2 separate regions of the Anser cygnoides genome follow, and region 1 is linked to region 2. A link is a contact called in public Hi-C data. All regions are on one chromosome and are shown on one strand. Each heading gives the region's core, a stretch centred on a gene start, on an enhancer-like site or on the middle of the called end of the contact. The rest is flanking DNA. Distances are from core to core; before and after follow the strand shown.

Evidence for each region. A called contact is a pair of places that touch in the nucleus more often than the background predicts.
Region 1: a Hi-C map of liver shows a contact between it and region 2, with 8 times the contacts expected there. The contact joins the promoter of CMIP here to the enhancer-like site in region 2. A contact is called at or near these places in 3 of 7 Hi-C or Micro-C datasets (all in liver).

What each region holds. Positions count from the first base shown.
Region 1 is chr12:5,169,734-5,173,990 of Taihu_goose_T2T_genome, reverse strand. CMIP (c-Maf inducing protein) reads left to right here and starts at 2,744. Exons shown (of 22, transcript XM_067004753.1): 1 at 2,744-2,800; 2 at 2,803-3,060. The coding sequence starts at 2,744.
Region 2 is chr12:5,135,404-5,139,386 of Taihu_goose_T2T_genome, reverse strand. All of the region lies in intron 2 of CMIP (c-Maf inducing protein), which reads left to right. Among named protein-coding and RNA genes, the nearest start is that of CMIP, 34 kb to the left of the region's middle. Within about 2 kb of position 1,551, at least 1 of the 3 cell types and tissues checked has open chromatin away from gene starts, as enhancers often do. A contact at or near this core is called in liver, where this site is marked.

The DNA of each region.
Region 1 (4,257 bases), core at 1,495-3,994, 33 kb before region 2:
CACGTATGAGTAGATCTGATTTAATTTCGTTGTAAAAGTGCGCGTCGTTCACCCCCCACGGTATATGGAATATGGAGCTCTGTGGGAACTGCTCGTAGTGTTTGGTGCATAATAACCAGGCGGTTTGTTTAAGTTCAGGATGTAATTACCAGGGCTCTTAGATACTGACAAATTGAATCTCTATAAAAGAGATTTTTGTCTTCCTGTTGGTTGTATCGTTCATGTCATTAAATGAGTGCCTTTCTTCTAACCTTAGCCAAATTGTGTAATTCTGTGCATCATTCTATAAACTGGTACTTAAGAGTACTCATTCGACTTCCTAGCTTTTTATAAATAATTTTGATGCTAACGTTCAACAAAAGTATCCCTAGAGTTTGCGAGTAATTGATAGGTTACAAACCCCTTCCCTCCTGAAAGTGTTTAACCAGCAGTTCTGCTGTCAAATGCCAGCCTATTTCAATACAATAGCTTTATAACAACACGTGCGATGCTTGCAGGAATTGCTGTCCGTCCAGTCAGGTGTTGTCTTTGACAGCAGCCAGTACAAAAGGCTTTATGGCAAAAAAGCTTCCAAACCCTTCTAGTTGCAGCTCGCCTCTCCAACGATTTGTGTGACTCCCAGTGCGAACGTGAGTTTCAGATGAAAGAGTTTTCTCTTGGGCGGGCTCCTGGCTCCGCTGCTGGCACCTCGCTTGGCATCGTGACCTCTCCTTTGAGAACTGCACTGGGAGATGCTGCCAGAAACCCAGCGGCAGGTACACGCCGTGTAACCATCTGCTCGTCACACAGCACACCTTCCCTTTCCCAACCTCCCTCAATTAGGGATGAGTTTAAACTCCTCAGCATGAAGGTTTATACTTTCTCCAAATGTTTTGCTAGCATCGCGTAAAACAGCCCTGTAAATTCCTCCTGAATTCGTGACCCTGGCAATACCCGATGTGGTGTGTTGCACTGTTTAATAATGTGTGTATTAATTACATAAAAAGTAATTTTTTTTTTTATTGGTCCTAACATGTCGGTTCCAATCGGGAAACTGCAAACAAGATCCGAGTTCTATGAGCAACTTGGCTTTTAAAATGATGAGAAAAAAACTGAGCATAAATGATATGATGTCTCTTGCTACGGCATCCATGTTGCACGCAGCATCACCAAGCTGCTAAGCGGTCTAAAAGTCCTGGAAGGGAGTTATTTTTTTCCCCATTTATTTATTTTTGGGGGAATACCGCCGTTGTGATGCCGGGTTACCGGAGGACACAGCCTCCCGCTGACCACGGCCCCGCCGAGGTGCCTCAGGGGAGCGGCGGGCGCGGGGCTCTCCCGCCCCTTTTCTGAGGTGACCGCACCAGAGCGAAGCCACCGGACCCGTCTGAGGGCCACGGCCCCGTCCGTGGGCTGCTGCCAGCGCGGGGGCTGCGAGAAAACGAGGTCTACCACGAGAAAGAGAGGAAAAAAAAAAAATCCATTTATTCCCCGACGCGCTCCTCACAGCCCGCGCCGCGCGGGGCTTCCCCTCATGGCGGAGGGCGGGCGGCCGCGGTGAGGCGCGCAGGTGTGTGGCCGCGCACCTCCGCCCTTCCCGGGCGGCTCCCCCCGGCCTCTTCCTCCTCCTCCTCCTCTTCGTCCCCGTCCCCTCGAGTCCCTGTTCTCGTCCCGGTCACGGCGCGGCCCCTCTGAGGAGAAAGGGGGGGGGGGGGGCAGCAGCGCGCGCCTCTTCCCGCGCACCTCGCGCGGCCACCGCCGCTGCTGCCGCCGCCGCTGCCCTCGGCGGCTCCGCGGCCATTGACGTCAGCGCGGGCCGCACGTGACCCCCCCGCAGCCAATGGGCTGAGCCCGGAGCCGCTCCGGCGAGCGGAGCGAGCGCTGCCGGCAGCCTCTCGCCGCCTCCTCCTCCTCCTCCCGCGGCGGCGGCGCGCGCGGGGGACAGCGCGCACACACACACAGCCACACACACACACACACATATCTCACACCCCTCTCACACACACACACACACAGAGACCTCCCCGCGCACAAACCCGCCCGCCCGCCCCGCACCGCCCGGCCACGCGCGGGCACCCACGCACCCACCTACATGCACGCGCGCGCCCGCCCCGGGGGGAAGGAAGGAGCCGCGGCCGGACGCCCCGCAGCCCCCGCCGCCAGCACCAGCACCGCCGCCGCCGCCACCAGCAGCAGCAGCAGCAGCAGCAGCACTACGAGCAGCAGCGGCACTACCAGCAGCAGCAGCAGCAGCCCCCGCCGGGACCACCGCCGCCCCCGCCCCGCGCCCGCCCGGCCGGCAGCGTGGATGTGGCGCCGTGCGAGCCGCCGGGGGACCCGCCGGGGGGCGGACCGCCGACTCTGAGGCCGGGGCTCGGCCGCTGCCCTTCTCCCCTTAACCCCCGCGGTGTGTGCGGATCCCTTCCCCCACGGCGATTTTTTTTTCCTCTTTTTTTTTTTTCCTCCTTTTTCCCCCCTCTTTTTTCCCTTTCCCCCATTTTTCCTTCCCCCCCCCTTTTCCCCATCCTTTTTTCCCCCCTTTTTTCCCCCTTCCGTCCCTTTTTTCCCATTTTTTTTTCCAATTTTTTCCTTTTTTTTCCTTACATTTTTTCCCTTTTCCCCCCTTTTTTCCCCCTTTTCCCCCTTTTTTTTTTCCCCATTTTTTTTTAATTTCCTGACCTCGCCGCCTCCTCGGATCTCTCTTATTCAAACCCGCCCCCCCCCCCGCCTCCGCGGGGCCGGGCGCCGCCACCCCGAGCTGCCCATGGATCGCAGCGGCGGCCCCGGCGGGGGCAGCGGCGACCGCGGGCAGCAGCAGCAGCAGCGGAGGAGGGCAAGGGGCCGCCTCCCCCCGACGTACCCGGGCCCGAGGGGGGCCCCAAAATGGGCGCAGCTCCCTGCCGCCGGCCCCCGCTGCACTGCAACGGCATGAGGTACAAGCTGCTGCAGGAGGGGGACATCCAGGTGTGCGCCATCCGGCACCCCCGGACGTTTCTCAGCAAGATCCTCACCTCCAAGTTCCTGCGCCGCTGGGAGCCGCACCACTTGACCCTGGCGGACACCGGCGTCGCCTCGGCCACGGTGAGTACCGCGGGGGTGTGTGGGGGGGGGGGGGATAGGGCTTTGGGGTGAGAACGTGCGGGTTTGGGTCTGGGTTGTGCAGCTGGGACCGGCTGCGCCCCGGCTCCGTGCCCTGGCAGCGCACGGAGAGCACCGCACGCTGGTTCCTGTAACCGGGCTTCCGTCGGCCCTTTGGGGATTTACGGGTAAATGCCTCGTTTTTCTCAATGGTTTCATTCCGGCCTTGCTACAGGGCATCGCACGGCTGCTCCTTTACCCCCCCTCGTTTAGCTTGTCGTGCAGTGACATGCCGTCATGTAGGGCACGCGTGGCACCGGAGCGCGGGTCGGGTTTTGTGGGGTTTTCGGTTAATGGGGTGGCTGAACGGGTCTCGGCCGGCACGCAGAGCTGGGTTTCATCATGCCCAGTGGCTGTGTACCCCAGCATCATGTCATGGGGTGCCGTGGCCGTGTCCCCTGACACCACACCATGCCATGTCCGTGTCCCCTGACCCCACACCATGCCGTGTCCGTGTCTCCCGACACCGCACCGTGCCATGGGGTGCCCATGCAGGCCATCAGCAGCAGCCCCTTCATCCGGCAGGTAGGCCAGCCGCCCGTCCTCACGCAGCTCCTTCAGTGCCACAACGACATCCCCGCGTCCCGCTTCCCCCCGGGGGGCTGCCGAGGATGTTTCCGCGGGAACATTTTCCCTTCCTTGCTGGAACTGCTGTGCAAAGGCAGGAGGAAGCCCTGCAAAGACACGAGCGCTGGTCGGTCTCGCAGCACTTCGTTTTATCGAGGTGCCGTCGGCGCGGAGGGGAAGTTGAATATTGGTGGGGATGAGGCGTTTTCCCGGCAGTATTCATGGCTGATGATTTCTGAGCAGAGAAGGATACCGGCAGAGTGAGGCGTGATTGTACTTCAGACATTAATCTCTGCAGTGTGGCAATACTTAGGCATGAAGTTGTATTCGTGCAGAAGACGCCAAACTCTGCTCTCTGGCAGAGCTGTCACCTGAGAAATCGCCCCTGAAAACATTTCTCAAGTCCCATAGGGTGGTGCTTTTAATTAAAGCGATGTCATTCCTAATTGTTTTAGGCACATAAGTAGATACCAAAACACCGTGTGCACCAGTGCAGGCTCCATTTTGTTGAGCAGGGCTCTTCGTGCTTGGTCTTGCGCCTTATCAATTTTTTTTTCCAGCGCTAACTCACCA
Region 2 (3,983 bases), core at 302-2,801:
ATGTAAAAATGAGCAGTGCTGCAGAGTTACCATGGAAGCCATGCAGATGGGATTTCTAGCGCGCAAGTTGCAATGACAGGGAGACAGGACTTTTTAAAATAAAAACCTCTTTTTAGCTGCTTGTAAATGACACGCTTCTGTTTACATAGACACTCTACATACATAATGCATTTAGGTACGTTCTGTACGGTGGGCAATCTCCTTTTGCAGACAAGTTAAAAATCTAACTTGTTTGTTAAATGGTTTTGGGGCTGTTGGGAAGATCTCAAAACTGGAATTGTTTCATAATCCCTCGGCCTCCCACAAAATCATTCTGCTAAGACTTTGGCTTTCCGTAGCGTGTGTTTTTCAGATTTGGCAGCTCTGGAGTGCTTTTGTTGTTCAACTAATGCAACAACAGATTAATGTGAGGCAGACCTGCATGCTAGAAATAACTCATTTAGTTGTCTCTGAAGCCCTTGAGATTTTCATACGCTTCTGAGATAGGGCTACTTGTTTTCAGTGCAGAACTGTCAGTGGGAATGTTTCATCGGGTCGTGTTTGTGTTCCCTACGCCATGGTGTGTCGGTGAGCCCCGTCTTGGAGTAGTTCTCTTGTGCACTCTTGGCTGTGCAGATGCAGAGCACAAGGGTGGCCTCTGTCAGAAGCTTTGTGGTCAGAGTAATCAGTGATCTCTTGGTCAGTGTAGGCAGCGGGTCACATGGAGCATTTTTTTCCTAGCCCTGTGTGATGGATCCGTCTGATCCAATGGCCTCGTGTAGTATTTCCCTTTTATTTTCATCTCCGTTCTCCTCCACGGTATGCTTTTTTGATGCCATCAAATATAGCTTTTCTTTCACGTTCACTTCCAGGCTCTAGTCTGAGTGCTTGCCGTTTGCTTCTGTGCTATATTTATGTCATGAAAAAGCCATGAAGATGGTAGCAGTGTTGGCCAAATACGCTTGCCCTTTTCTTTCCTTCATCTTGGAACAGCAATAGACCTTGGGTGGGCGTCTTCCCGTTTTTAGGCGAGGTACTGTGGTAATTACACAATTTAGGTGTATCCTAGATGAAAATAGTGTATTACCTAATATAGAACAGTCCAGGAAACAATATGGTGTTGACATTGCATTTTTCCAGTCGTGTTTTGAGGTTGGTTGTTTCCTTGTAGAAGAATATGTGTCCTTGGATAAGGCTGTTCGTGCCAAATAAATAAGCAAGCGTTTCAACTTCTAGGATAATTCTCTGATGAGAACAGAAGATAGTCCCAGTTATCCCTATTTTTACTGGAAAAGCCACACCGTCTTTCACCGCTGCAGGACACGGTTATAGTTAGTAAACCAACCTTTGAATAAAAACAGAGCAACTTTTTCGGATGAGGAGTAAACACAAGACTGCTAAATCCTTCTCAGGGGTACCGTATCCCTGTGTGGTATTGATTTCTGAGCAGGTTTTGTGTGACGTCTCAGAATGTGATTCATAGGTATTGACCTGCACGGTAACTTGGCAGGTGGCTGAAAACCAAACAAACAGCATTGCCCTGGCCCCCCTGCCCCTGCAGTCCCGGATTTGTCCCTCCACCATCCAAATCCTGACTTCATGGAGCTGGAGCTCCCCGGGCAGGGTGGTCTCCTCCTAACCAAACCTTTTGTCCGAGCAATGCTCAGGCGGAGGGAATCTGGTCCCGACAAGCTCCAGCCTTGCTGACTGCGTTTAACTCCAGCTCGTACTCCTCAGGCGCTGAAGGGTCTATAACGGACACACATGTACATTATTTCCTGTTTGATTTAATTTTAGATGAAGCAGAAATTGGGTATGATTTCAATGAAGAACAGTGCCGGAGGGGTAAAGAAAGAATTGTTGAGATGCATGAAGAAAAATAATTTTGTATCAAACCCTCAGTACATGAGAAGAATTAATCACAGTTCCTCAAAAATAGGCAGAGCTCTGTTCACCTTTCTAATTAATCAATTTCAAGTTAATCAGTTATCGGTTCTGCTTGAGCATGAAACCTTTGAGTGTTTACTTTTGGTCACTTGCAGTAGATCTCCGGCGACATGAGTAACCTTCAGATGTCGGATGATAACAAGTTTCTCTTTTGCTGACTGATAAATGAGAAATTTTTGCTTCGTAGCTGACCCCATGAGCAGTCTTCAGAAACGCATTTATTTTCTCTTTCTACCTGAGTTTTTCCTCGTAAAACGCCGTCAGCTCTTTGCACAAGAGGTTATGAAAGCATTAATCATCCGGTGCCTTTTTGGGCTTGTCGTCGGTGCGGTCGTCACGTCGGTGCTGCTGCCGTAGTGCTGGAGCGGAGCAAGGAGTGACTGCAGCGTGAAACATCGGGAGCCGGGCCGGGAGCTGGCCGAGCAGAGAGGCTGGCTCAGCAGGAAGTGGTTGATGAGTTACCAGCGGTACGGGCTTAAGACGAAACTTGAGTTACGTCTTGAGCTCACGAGTATGACAAAGTCGGCGCAGGTGGAACTGTAGCTTCGTTTCTGTTTGCTTTACAGACCGTGGCGTGTTCCTGCCTTCAGAAGCAGAGTCCTAGCCTAAATGTAATAATGTAGTCAGCTGTTCCCAAGCTAATTTCAGGGAGGAAAAGGCAATTAAAAAAGAAAAAAAAAAAGCAGCAATTAATAATAATTTGTATTAGAAACAGCTTCTCTTGGTCAACCTTGCTATATTTGCTTGAAACCTGCCACTCCAAATGACAAGCTCCACGCTGGGAGTAGAAGTATCAAAGAAAAATGATAAATTTTCTTTTGCTTTTTAAATCCTTCCATTAGGTTTGGACTGCTCCTTTGCCTCCATGCCGCACAATTTCCAGGTTATGGCAGGGGAATTGTAATGCTGGCCTTGATGATGGTTTTGCTGCCAAAGGTGGAATAAGCACCTTACAACTGGAGTGGGATAGAAGTCTATTCGGACCTGAAAACTTATTTTTTGGACCTTGATTTCTATTGCCACTTTTTTTTTTTTTTTTTTTTTTTTTTTTTTTTTTTTTTACTTCAGTTGGGTAGGGCTTTCTTATGTTCCCCTTCAGCCAGTGACTAATGAGGAGCAGTACTAGCAGTTGGTAGTGGGAAAGAATGCCCTCTAAAAGAAGAGGCTATAGTTTGGGCAGGGTAATTTGCTGATTGAAGGAGCCTGGGTTTGATCCTCTGTTCTGAGGACATTTCTACATAGGTAAGTGACTGCAGGGTGAGCGGCAGTGGGAAAGGACAGTTAATTAGCTCCTCCTGCATGATCTCATTTGTGCACTAATAAGGCCTTTATAAAAGACAGGAAATTGGACAGAACAAAGCTTGAACCTGAATCTCCATGTTTTCACCTGAAAGCCCTGGCTTTAAAGCTGTGTGGGGCTTGCTTCTGCTTTTTTTTTGTCAGGGTCTGAGAGAGCAAAGCCTAGATCTCATGTTTATTTGCTTTTATTTTTATCTTCTTATATTTATTGTGAATAAAAAAAGGCTGCTATAGAACAGTTCAGAACTGAAAAGTGGCATTGTTTGTGCTAAAAATAATACTGCTTGTACCTCTGAATTAAAATTTCTTGGGTGAATCAGAATTCTCCTGCTGTATGAGAATGTGGAACCAAAAAAACATCCTTAGGTCGGTGCTGTGGCTGTACAGGAAGGAGAAAAGAGAATTTCAGGGAGGCGCTGGCTCATAGCTCAAAATTCAGTTTTAACTTGGGGATTCTTCTGCTAGTAAAACAGTCGCCAAACTTCGGATCCAGATGGAGTCCTGACAGTAATTACTTGTACGTATGGTACAATCATTGCTACTACTCGCACAGCTATTCTTGAAGGGTTGGGTGTTTTTGTGTTAGATATCTATTACTGCTCCCTCTGCTTTCTAGGCACAGCATAACACTATTTTGTGGGAGTATTGATCTCTACTGGCATTGATACTGCCTGTCTGGCTTCTAGTGTGTCTCAGGATCCAGGGAAGTTGGTGTTATATTTAAGACTGAATTACATGTTTGGGATTTTTTTTTCTTT